Regions from separate parts of the Hordeum vulgare genome. Here region 2 is linked to region 1. The links are chromatin contacts, called in public Hi-C maps. All regions are on one chromosome and are shown on one strand. The core of a region is the stretch at or near the end of the contact, and the rest is flanking DNA. Distances in the headings are between cores, read along the strand shown.

The links. A called contact is a pair of places that touch in the nucleus more often than the background predicts.
Region 2: a Hi-C map of leaf shows a contact between it and region 1, with 2.7 times the contacts expected there. The contact joins the promoter of LOC123452813 here to the promoter of LOC123395384 in region 1. A contact is called at or near these places in 2 of 6 Hi-C or Micro-C datasets (leaf and seedling) and 1 of 1 datasets of contacts at active chromatin or transcription factors (embryo).

Annotation. Positions count from the first base shown.
Region 1 is chr5H:48,334,571-48,340,688 of MorexV3_pseudomolecules_assembly, forward strand. LOC123395384 (protein WRKY1-like) reads left to right here and starts at 3,227. Exons shown (of 4, transcript XM_045090375.1): 1 at 3,227-3,337; 2 at 3,640-4,548; 3 at 4,630-4,755; 4 at 5,365-6,118. The coding sequence starts at 3,752. The coding sequence ends at 5,509.
Region 2 is chr5H:48,491,243-48,497,679 of MorexV3_pseudomolecules_assembly, forward strand. LOC123452813 (alanine aminotransferase 2-like) reads right to left here and starts at 2,631. Exons shown (of 15, transcript XM_045129535.1): 1 at 2,428-2,631; 2 at 2,276-2,326; 3 at 2,009-2,059; 4 at 1,750-1,815; 5 at 1,611-1,672; 6 at 1,451-1,529; 7 at 1,278-1,382; 8 at 777-914; 9 at 568-705; 10 at 419-493; 11 at 201-321. The coding sequence starts at 2,478.

The DNA.
Region 1 (6,118 bases), core at 1,977-4,476:
AAATAATATTCACAATTGTGTTGAGTTTTATTCATATATATGCATGTAAGGGAACCGGGACTAAATGTTATGGGCTTTAGTCCCGACCCTTTTGTCCCGGTTCCAGAACCGGGGCTAATGGGTCTATGGAACCGGGACAAATGGGCCATTTTCTACTAGTGCCTGTGTACACTCACAAACATATCGGTCTCTTAACCTATAAATCTTCAATCCACCAAAATCACTAAGGGACACTAGATGCACTTACGATAACATTAACATCAGAAGGCGTCATTCTGTTTGCTTCCACAACTCCACAAACTTGAGGTGAAACTACCGGAACATTGTTCGACACTTGTGATGGATTGACCCAATAAGATGAATGCATATGGTAATGCCAAAAATGGTGATAGAAATAGTTCGAGCCAAACTCACGATGTTCCACTCTAGCGTCGGTGGCATATCTCGATTGGGGGCACTCCAATTTTTTTGAAAGTTGATCTTCCCTCCATTTCCTATTTTTGAAAATATTCAAATCAACACACAATTCTAAAACAATACTAAAAAGTTGTTTGATTTTTTTGACATAAACTAGAAGAAATTTGAAGCAGGTGGGAAAAAGAATCAAATCATTTGGAGTTATCTTTTAAAAGTTAGAGGCACTCAAAGTTGGGTCAACTGTTTGTTTTTAAAATAAAAACTATAAAAGAAAATATTTTGGTGAAGCTTACGCTTTTCCTTAGCGAAGACGTATTCCAGGGAATACATTTCCACTTAAAATGCTTAGGCGGGTCTGTGAGTCACTAAGGGTGGGTCCTCGAGGCCCACTGGTCAGGTTTGACCGGTCCATCCCGCCTTCTTCCTCCTCTTGCCGAATGTGGCGGACCTCCTCTGCTCCTCGTTGGCGAATGGTGGCGACTTTCAGGCACCTTGCGGCGGGAATGGATCCAGAGGATTCTTGTGGTCCTCCCGATGGTCGCCATGGACGGAGAGGTGGCCGACGGTGTCAGGCAAGGCGAAAATTATCCTACGATGGCCCCTGAGCTAAGATAGAGAGGGGAGTGGGTTCGCGAGGTCGAGGGAAGACGACTGGAGAAGAGAATGGAGTTAGAGGGGCTTCGGTTGTGGGGAATTTAATAGGGTTGCCGCGGCGGCTGAGCCCATCGATGGCGTGGAAGATGACCTCCTTCGGTCGATTGGCTACTATGGGGGCTTGCTATGATCATAATGAGGTTGTTGTCGAGCGTGGGGAGGTCGACGGGGGGGGGGGGGGGGGGCTTTTGATAAGCGCAGAGAGGCGGTTCGGCGACGACCGTGGATAAACACGACAGCTTGGCCATTCGTGAGGCGGGGGCGATGTGACGAGGCCAGCGAGGTCGGCGAGCTAGCGGACGGGCTGGGGGTTGTTACAGGGGCAAGGTGGCGAGCAAGGAGAGGTCGGGCGGCGCTGCCATGGCAGGGGAAGGACGTGGCCGACGTGACGAGGCCAGCGAGGTCGGCGAGCTAGCGGACTGGCTGGGGGTTGTTCCAGGGGCAAGGTGGCGAGCAAGGAGAGGTCGGGCGGCGCTGCCATGGCAGGGGAAGGACGTGGCCGACGTCTAGCTGCCAAGATGACTACACCTGCGGCTCTAAGCGGTGTCGGGCGGTTGTTGGCGGCGGTAGCGAGAGGGAAGGGACACTGGCTTCGCTCTGCGAGCGGGGAAAAGCTAGGGGCACGGGGGTAGGTGGGTCGCGGCAACGCGGCGCGGCTGCTTGCAATAAGCACTCTCTACTCGCGCTTTGAACACGCGCACCACATGCTCGGCGAAATTCCTGGACACGCCAGGGGGCTCTGATGCAAACGAGGCTTCATTGGGCTAGGTTTGTGGGCAAGGTGGTGCTAAGGGACATGTTGGTTAGGTGAGGAAAGCACCCACCTAATGCGAGTTTAAGAGCTTGCTAAATTTTGCGATGCACATAAGGTGTTTGGTAAAATGTGGCCATCTAGAGAACTTTGTTGGCCGCCAAAAATTCCAGAGCAAGGTCTCTTTAGGTGATAAAGATGATGACAAGGTTAGTTTGGGAAGAACAGAAACTTTTTAGTGCACGTTTTATGAAACTTCACTTGTGGGCGGAAACTCCAGGGGTTAATTGAATGGGCTTAAAATACTCCAATGGAGCTAAACTCGTAGATTTAACGGTTTGGTAGGGTTGACTACAAGAAGGAAAATTCTTACGACCATGAGAGCAAAATAAAATAGGATTATAATTCAAACCACTAAACTGGACCGGGTTTGAAATGAGGATGGTCTGCTCAAAATTTTCAAAAGGCCAAGAAGGGTTTTTGCATAAAAGTGGTCCATATGCATCCCATGACATCTCTAAATTTATGTGAAAATTTTACAATAGTTGTAGTGATATGGAGGCCCTTAAAAAAATGAAAACGCCGTTTTAAAGAAATAAAGCTTGGCAAAATATTTCTTACTGAATTCTAAAAATGGAATGAAATACATTTAAATTAAACATTCAAGTCCCATACTATTTTTTAATTTTTCGATTTGAAGGAAAAAAAAGTTTAGAATTTAAAGAAAAGTATGGTTATCAAACCAATAAAGGATCCAGAAAATAAAATTAATATTTTGATAAAATTTTAATTAAAAAGAAAACATGGTAAAAATTTAGGATGTCCGGATCTTCAATATCCTTTATATATTTATAAATTGGATACGAAGGATATCAATCAGTCCGAACATTTGAAGTATCGAACATTTGAAGTATCGTTTGAGGCGTCTGCCAGGTTGTTTCTTGATCGGTCATTGATCGGAAAGTCCGCACATGTGTTTGAGGGCCTGATTGTAGTTTCATCAGACATTTAAATAATTCATACGACGTTCAAAACAGTTCAATGTCAGCCGTCCAAAACTTATTACATGAAAAAAAAACGTACGAGGGAGTAGTAAATCTCATCGAACCACGGTAATTTCAACAAGCAGTGGCATTTACTTACCATCTTTGATGTCTGTGTCTGATCTACGAGCCGCACAGTGAAAAGATGCTCTCACCGACCCCTGTCGTTGACCTCGCTGACCCCGGCAACAGCGACCCGCCCACCCAAAGCAACGATCCCGACCGTCCGTCCCGCGATCAACGGCCCAGATCCACGGCCCCCGCCCAACATTTCCGACACCGCCCTCCAACTCTCGCAAATTCGCACATCGCGCCCTCCGACCCACGCTCACGCTACAAGACTCGCCTCTCCTCGCTCCTCCTCCCTCCTCTTCTTCCTCCTCCTCATCCCCTCCCCTCTCTGCTCCACTCCGGGAACCTCCACGGCGGCGGCAGGATGGGGCGCGCCCACGCGTAGAGCCTCGCGGCGCAGGTGAGCTCACTCCCGCGCCCTTTTTCGGCGCCGGTTCGCCGTGGTTTGGCCGGTGCTTTACTGCCTGGGACATCTGCCCGGCGGCGCCACGCCGGACTTCTCGGTGCGCACGCGCGCCAAGAATCCGTTCTTGCCCCCCGCCCGGCTGGACCCGTCGCTCCTGTGGTCGATCCGGCTGCCGGATGGCCTCCCGAGTCCCTAAAAATCGGTGTTTTTTGGCGACGAAAACTCCAAACCGTGCGAGCATTTCACGGAGATCTACCATCTCTGTACTGATTTGTGCTGTATCTTCCTTCTCTCAGGTCGGTGAGGGCCGCAAGAATCTGAGCTGCTTGCCAAGGCTGTAAAAGGAAGAGCTCTGCAAGAAGGAGAAGACGGGATTGTATTTGCTTCTGGATTGTTTTTTCTTGCCCCATGGAGGAGGTGGAGGTGGCCAACAGCGCGGCTGTGGAGAGCTGCCACAAGTTGCTGGCCTTGCTCTCCCAGCAGCAGGACCCAGCCCTGCTCAGGAGCATAGCTTCAGAGACGGGTGAGGCATGTGCCAAGTTCAGGAAGGTGGTCTCCCTCCTCAGCAATGGTGGCGGCGGCAGGGGAGGGCATGCTAGAGGCAGGTTCTCCAGGAGAAGGAAGCCCGTGGGGTTCTTGAGCCAGAAAGGCTTCTTGGAGAGCAGCAGCAACGCCCCATTGGGGATGCTCGTGTCCGGGAGTGCACCCACTCCATCCCCATCTGCTGGTTCGGCAGGGCAACTGCGGCCCCAGGTCGGCGCGCCGCCGCCGCCCCCGCGCAGCCTCGATTTGGTCAGCTCAAGCAGCAAGAGCGCCCACCAGTTTGGCCCTCCGAAGATGGTCCAGCCATTATCTGTGCAGTTCCAGTTTGGTGCCACTGCACATAGGTACCCATTCCAGCAGCAGCAGCAGCAGAATTTACAGGCCCAAATGTTCAAGAGGAGCAATAGTGGGATCAGCCTCAAGTTTGATAGCCCCAGTGGCGGCACTGGGACGATCTCATCGCCGAGGTCTTTCATGTCCTCCCTGAGCATGGATGGCAGTGTAGCTAGCTTGGACGGAAAGCCACCGATGCGTTTGATCGGCGGCCCGGCTGCGAGCGACCCACTGAATGTGCGCCAATGCGCACCTAAGCGGCGGTGTAGGGGTGAGGATGGCAGCGGCAAGTGCACCACAGGTGGCAAATGCCATTGCTCAAAAAGAAGGTAAAACCATGCTGATGTGATTTTTTTTCTTAGGGTTGGGAATTATGATCTTGACCTGCTTGATGATTTACTTTTCTGCAGGAAATTACGAATTAAGAGGTCGATTAAAGTGCCCGCCATTAGCAACAAAATATCGGATATACCTCCGGATGAATACTCATGGCGGAAGTACGGACAGAAGCCGATTAAGGGTTCCCCTCATCCGAGGTATGAAAGAAAAAAAAACCAACTATCTGCTTAAAAGATGTGGATTGTCACTTAAAAAAGGACATTGCTCAAAATAACACTTGAATATATATCAAATCCTTTTCAGTCATGATGTTATTATTCCCCATGCTGTACCATGAAAGATGGCATATCTGCATCCATCTGGCATTCATTGTGTTGCTTTACCTGTGGAATAATTATTTGTGGATCCCCCACTCAACTCACCCTTTTCCTAGCACCAAGTTTCTTCTACAACTAAGACGTGTTGACACCTTAGTTGCTAGAGCAATTATTTATGTAGTGGATCATGTTGGTCTATCACCACTGTCTGTGAAAAAAGAGATCGGTCATAGGGACCTAAAGTAGTTAACTTGTTAATGGAACTCGCATTTCATTGACGTGCTTATCTATCCACATTCTAATGTTGATTGCTCCTGTTTGCCCACCTCATCTGAAGCTTTAATGCCTGCCCTTAATGGTGGGAAAATGTAGCTATACCATGAAAGCAAGCACATGCTGCTCAATGTGGACTGCTGACTGTTCCTCTTTCCAAATCTTTCTTGTCTCCACAGAAGACTAACTATGTCCGTTCACTTGTACCAATTGCAGGGGCTACTATAAATGCAGCACCGTGAGGGGCTGCCCGGCGAGGAAGCACGTCGAGCGGTGCGTGGATGAGCCGGCGATGCTCATTGTGACATACGAAGGCGAGCACAGCCATAATCGGCTGCCAACACAGTCTGCCCAGACCTAGACGACAGCCGGCCGATCGCTTCGCCGCCCCTTTCGATCGATGAATGCCACGGCCTTTGTTGGAAGATACGGCCGGACCGGCCACGTCGAAGTAAAACTAGGTCTTGCGGATCTCAAAAGTAGGAGCAACAAACAACATTGAGGCCATCCATCTGGGAATCTAATGAGCTGCCTAGTGGCCCTTCCTTCCCCAGCTACATGCTGTTAGGGTTTCAGCGTCCAGAGTGGGGGCATCATCCCCCCCCCCCCCCCCCCCCCCCCCAAGCTGTTCTCCTCTCCTCTGAGTTGTGTGACTTATGAGACATCAAATCACAAACTGAGGGATGACATGGAGAGAAGAACATGCATATGCTGGTAGATAGTGACGGGCGGGGTTTGGCTCAACAATTGTGTTTCAGAGAGTTGAAAGGGAGGTTTGAAGAAAGGAAGTGAGCAAGCAGCTCTGTGTAAAGCTTGGAAAAGGATTGGCAGGGTTGGCTTTTAGCGTGCACAAGTTTACTTGCGATGACTCGCCTCTGTCTCTGTGTGTTGCTTTTGCTTTATTGAAAGATGGGATTTGTTTTCTCTTTTGGCAGAAGAATCGTTCCAGTATTAAAGGTGTTGTTGTTGT
Region 2 (6,437 bases), core at 1,381-3,880, 160 kb after region 1:
CTTTGGGACGGAGGGAGTATGATTATATTGACATAACCAAAGTGCAAGTTTGCATTTGCAAAAACTTCCTTACGGTGGCTTTACTCAATGAGTTGAAAGTCCAATGTTTATAAGAAATCTTTCTCATGAGTGCACCTAACAAAAGAGTTGTGTATAACTGAGAAAAACATGGATAAAAGGAAGTACGAAATGTCATATACCATTAGAAACTGAATGGAATGATATTAAGGAAACATCTCCTTCACCAAAACCCATGGACCGTGCTATCTTCTTGAAAGAGATAAATTTCTTTTCATCTGTGTAAACATTTTCTTGGTAAACCTACCAGTACGTTCAAGAAAAAGATACAGCCGGTTAGATACACAAAAATTCAAGAAAATTATATAGATTCTTATTAAGAAAGATCCAAAAACCTCACCTCATCTGCTAGAAGAACAAGGTTTTCATTCCTGCAGAATTCCACTATTTCACACTGGTTTTCCCGCACAAGAACCTATGTACAATTTAACCACATTAACGCTTTCAGAAAATATAAAAATTGCACAGGTCAATGATCAGTGAACACACCTGTCCAGTAGGGTTGCCTGGATTTACAACCACAAGTCCCCTAACATTGATGCCCTGAGATCGGGCACCATCCAGCTGCTTCTTGAGGTCCGAAATACTCACATCCCAATCTCGTGATTCGTCAAGGTAATATGGTACCTGAGAAAGCAGATATTATATTTTTTTTACTACAGATTGGCAACCAGTAAAAACTTAGTTGATGTGGATACATTTCGATCTACTAACGTGATACATACAAGAGTAGCACCACACAGGATCATTGAGCTTGTGTACAGAAAGTGTGATGGAATTGGGCAAAGGATGCCGTCTTTTTCATCTCGTATCAATAGGTGCATTACCATATGAACCTGTTTGGAAATCGAACAAACAACTCGATTGTCAAGAATAACATCCGAAAAAAAGGAAAGGGAGAGATAAAAATAACTTGAATCTTGGATGTTTAGTGACATTGATCATGTTATCATGGCATAGTAGGTGCTTTAAGTCAATCATCATAATAGTGATAAGAACGAGGTTCATAAAAAAAGTAGTGCTAATGACTAAAGTGCAGAAGGAGCTTCCACAAAGTAGTTTGACAGCGTATGAGATATAACACTGTCAGGATGCCCAGCAGTAGCAGAGGAGCACAATATCTCCAACTATTATTCAGAGTGTTATGCATAAGATGGTGGACGAAGGAATTGCTCCGCATATGGTGGATCAAATAGTACCGGCGCGGATGCTCCATCTGTCAGGAAAATGTCCTCCGCATTGCATGGGAAAGCATCACGAGTGGCTATTCCAGCAGCAATTGCATTTCGCAACCCTTCAGTACCCTAGAGGTGAAAAGTGTCAGGTCTCATTTCTGCATTTGTGAAAATAGGTTCAGGGTTCCCGATCTTGCCTGACAGTGGCTGTATCCTCCCATTGCTCTCCCAGGAATGAGGTCTAATATCTCTCTTGCCCTTGTTATTGCATCAGAACTGCAACAGAAAACAATCGAGTTGAACTACCGCTTATGAATATGAATGCATCTTGCCCATATGATGCGTGGTGTTAATTACCTGAATATGGAACTAGTTACACTGCAGTTTAGAAGATGCGGGTAATCACACAAGGCAAGAACCTGGAAGACAAGAAAGCATCAGAGCATGGAGAAACGAGAATGTTAATACAAGAGTTCATATGGAGCAAATCGCCAACCTCACGGAAGAACTTAATTGGCTGTTGTCCGAGGTAATGTGGATTGCTAAGGTTGCAATAGATTATCTGCCGGAAGAAATGGAAAAATTAATCACAGTAAAACGATAAAAAAAATGGTAGGAACACTAACAGAAGTAGATGATATTTGGGGAAAGTTTCAGTGGAAGATGATATTGAATTGTTTTTCAATGATGTGATGAGGTCCACAGGAATGTTCAGTTTGTTTTGCAATAACGTGATGGGATTCACAGGAACATACCTCATTGAAAGGGTATACACCTGGATTTGTTTCTAGCTCTTTCTGCATGCGCTGGACACCTCACCAAGGAACAGAAGAGAGGATCACTTGATTTGCATGATCTGCCAAAGCTAGGTGCAAAATACTACTACAGTAGTAGAGTGGCAATTTAACATGGCTCTGTCTCGTGTACAGCGGCTCAGACACACACATATACGGATACAGCAGCTTCCGTTTCTCTCTCAGGGATTTGAATGTCTTGGAAAATAGCGATTTTGGGGATGATACCTGCGCGCGGCGGGCCACGGCGCCCCCGAGGTGATCCGAGAGCGCCAGCACCTGCAAAACCAACCAGCCACCAGCAGCAGCATTGGACTTGGAGCACGGAAGCTGCTGTGGGTTGTGGATCGGACGGCGGCAGAGGCCTGCTACGTACGTACCTTTGGGTTGAGGGAGTCGACGGTGAGGGCGCGCGCGGAGGCGGGAGACATCGCCGCGACGACGGCGGGCGGGGGATCAAGCGGCGGCCTGGGAGGAGTGGGTGGCAGGCTTGGTTTGTTGGTTCTTGGTTGGCTGCCCAAGCCACAGTCCAAAGCTGCTTCACGTCACGTGGTACAGGAGTTGCTGTCGGAAACAAAAGCAATTCTGCAACTCCATTATTGTTCTTGTCGCTGTTGCATCAGAACTGCCATGCCATCTCGCGAGTCGGGGCGTACGTAGTACTTCTTCGCCGCGAAAGCCCGGGAGTATCCCCGGCGATTCGGCAAAATTACAGCGGAGCCGCCATCGAAGCCGATCCAACGGCTCTGCTCGCTCCATGCTAGCTCAAGGGGAGGCGCTCTGACCGTTGGATGCGTCCATTTACTGTTTGCCGTTCGTAAACGTCTCTCCTGGTTACTTTTACCGCCAATATCAGGAGTTAAACCGAGACTCTTTTCTGAAACTAGTAGTAAGTGTAAATGCACGTCTCGATTAATATATAAATATATGTTAACATTGACATGAATAAAAATATAGTTTGATTGCATTAAATATATTACAATTCAAAACAACATTTTCAAGTAGCATCACATGCATAGAGAAAAAAAAATACACTATTATCTTAGTATTTTCTATGGTAAACCTTTTCAGCCGACGTGGAGCGGTCTCATCCACTCGCTCGTGGCTACAGGGCCTACCACGTTATCTCTTTCCTCATCCCCGGGTCCTTCTCTTTCCTTTTTGCCAACCTCCCGGTTGCCATGGGAAATCCTACCCCAACGATCTCCTCCAGCGAGCACCCTCGAAGCCTACCACCGAACCATTGTCCTCCCCTCGATTTCCCCTCTCTCAACTGCTCTATGGCGACCGGAGCTGCAACGCGCATGGCCCGCTAAGTCGCATCCATGGCCGAAGGCGTAATTTACTACATGCTTCAACCGGCATCGAAATTTGATACAACCGACACCGCATTTTGCTACCACCGGTGTCGCATTTGGCTACATCGCACATGGCGTCGCGGCTTTTGCTACAATCGGTGTTTCATTTTGCTACAACCGGCATAACGTTTTGCTACATCCATCACGGCTGAGCTGCGACCCGTGACGGCAGAACCATGCTCGCGTTTGTTGCAATCGTTGATAGAAAAAGCTTCAACAATATATAAAAATGTTTCAACCGGCATAACGTTTTCCTACATCCATCACGGCTGAGCTGCGACCCGTGACGGCGGAACTGCTGGGGAACGTCGCATGGGAAACAAAATTTTCCTATGCGCACGAAGACCTATCATGGTGATGTCCATCTACGAGAGGGGATGAGTGATCTACGTACCCTTGTAGATCGTACAGAAGAAGCGTTAGTGAACGCGGTTGATGTAGTGGAACGTCCTCGCGTCCCTCGATCCGCCCCGCGAACAATCCCGCGATCAGTCCCACGATCTAGTACCGAACGGACGGCACCTCCGCGTTCAGCACACGTACAACTCGACGATGATCTCGGCCTTCTTGATCCAGCAAGAGAGTCGGAGAGGTAGAAGAGTTCTCCGGCAGCGTGACGGCGCTCCGGAGGTTGGTGATGACCTTGTCTCAGCAGGGCTCCGCCCGAGCTCCGCAGAAACGCGATCTAGAGGAAAAACCGTGGAGGTATGTGATCGGGCTGCCGTGGAAAAGTCGTCTCAAATCAGCCCTAAAACCTCCGTATATATAGGTGGGAGGGAGGGAGCCTTGCCTTGGGGCTCAAGGAGCCCCAAGGGGGTCGGCCGAGTCCAAGGGGGGAAGGCTCCCCCCCCAAACCGAGTTGGACTTGGTTTGGTGGGTGGGAGTCCTTCCCTTCCTTCCCACCTCCCTTTTTTTTTCTTTCTCTTTGATTTTTATCTCTATGGCGCATAGGGCCCTTTTGGGCTGTCCCACCAGCCCACTAAGGGCTGGTGCGCCACCCTTATGGCCTATGGGCTTCCCCGGGGTGGGTTGGCCCCCCGGTGAACTCCCGGAACCCATTCGTCATTCCCGGTACATTCCCGGTAACTCCGAAAACCTTCCGGTAATCAAATGAGGTCATCCTATATATCAATCTTCGTTTCTGGACCATTCCGGAAACCCTCGTGACGTCTGTGATCTCATCCGGGACTCCGAACAACATTCGGTAACCAACCATATAACTCAAATACGCATAAAACAACGTCGAACCTTAAGTGTGCAGACCCTGCGGGTTCGAGAACTATGTAGACATGACCCGAGAGACTCCTCGGTCAATATCCAATAGCAGGACCTGGATGCCCATATTGGATCCTACATATTCTACGAATATCTTATCGTTTGAACCTCAGTGTCAAGGATTCATATAATCCCGTATGTCATTCCCTTTGTCCTTCGGTATGTTACTTGCCCGAGATTCGATCGTCAGTATCCGCATACCTATTTCAATCTCGTTTACCGGCAAGTCTCTTTACTCGTTCCGTAATACAAGATCCCGCAACTTACACTAAGTTACATTGCTTGCAAGGCTTGTGTGTGATGTTGTATTACCGAGTGGGCCCCGAGATACCTCTCCGTCACACGGAGTGACAAATCCCAGTCTTGATCCATACTAACTCAACTAACACCTTCGGAGATACCTGTAGAGCATCTTTATAGTCACCCAGTTACGTTGCGACGTTTGATACACACAAAGCATTCCTCCGGTGTCAGTGAGTTATATGATCTCATGGTCATAGGAATAAATACTTGACACGCAGAAAACAGTAGCAACAAAATGACACGATCAACATGCTACGTCTATTAGTTTGGGTCTAGTCCATCACGTGATTCTCCCAATGACGTGATCCAGTTATCAAGCAACAACACTTTGTTCATAATCAGAAGACACCGACTATCTTTGATCAACTGGCTAGCCAACTAGAGGCTTGCTAGGGACGGTGTTTTGTCTATGTATCCACACATGTAAATGAGTCTTCATTCAATACAATTATAGCATGGATAATAAACGATTATCTTGATACAGGAATTATAATAATAACTATATTTATTATTGCCTCTAGGGCATAATTCCAACAGTCTCCCACTTGCACTAGAGTCAATAATCTAGCCCTCACATCATCATGTGAATTACATTGTTATAAATCTAACACCCATACAGTTCTGGTGTTGATCATGCTTTGGCCGTGGAAGAGGTTTAGTCAGCGGGTCTGCTACATTCAGATCCGTGTGCACTTTGCATATATTTACGTCCTCTCCCTCGACGTAGTCGCGGATGAGGTTGAAGTGTCGTTTGATGTGTCTGGTCTTCTTGTGAAACCGTGGTTCCTTTGCTAAGGCAATGGCACCCGTGTTATCACATAACAAGGTTATTGGATTCAGTGCGCTTGGCACCACTCCAAGATCCGTCATGAACTGCTTCATCCAGACACCCTCCTTAGCCGCCTCCGAGGCAGCCATGTACTCCGCTTCACATGTAGAATCTGCTACGACGCTTTGCTTGGAACTGCACCAGCTTACCGCACCCCCATTAAGAATAAATACGTATCCGGTTTGTGTCAAAGCTTGCATCGACGTAACCTTTTACGGCGAGCTCTTCGTCACCTCCATACACGAGAAACATCTCCTTAGTCCTTTTCAGGTACTTCAGGATATTCTTGACCGCTGTCCAGTGATCCACTCCTGGATTACTCTGGAACCTACCTGCCATACTTATGGCCAGGCTAACATCCGGTCTAGTGCACATCATCGCATACATGATAGAACCTATGGCTGAAGCATAGGGGACGGAGCGCATATGCTCTCTATCTTCATCAGTTGCTGGGCACTGAGTCTTACTCAATCTCGTACCTTGTAAAATTGGCAAGAACCCTTTCTTGGACTATTCCATTTTGAACCTCTTCAAAACTTTATCAAGGTATGTGCTTTGTGAAAGTCCTATCAGGCGTTTTGATCTATCCCTATAGATCTTAATGCCTAGAATGTAAGCAGCTTCT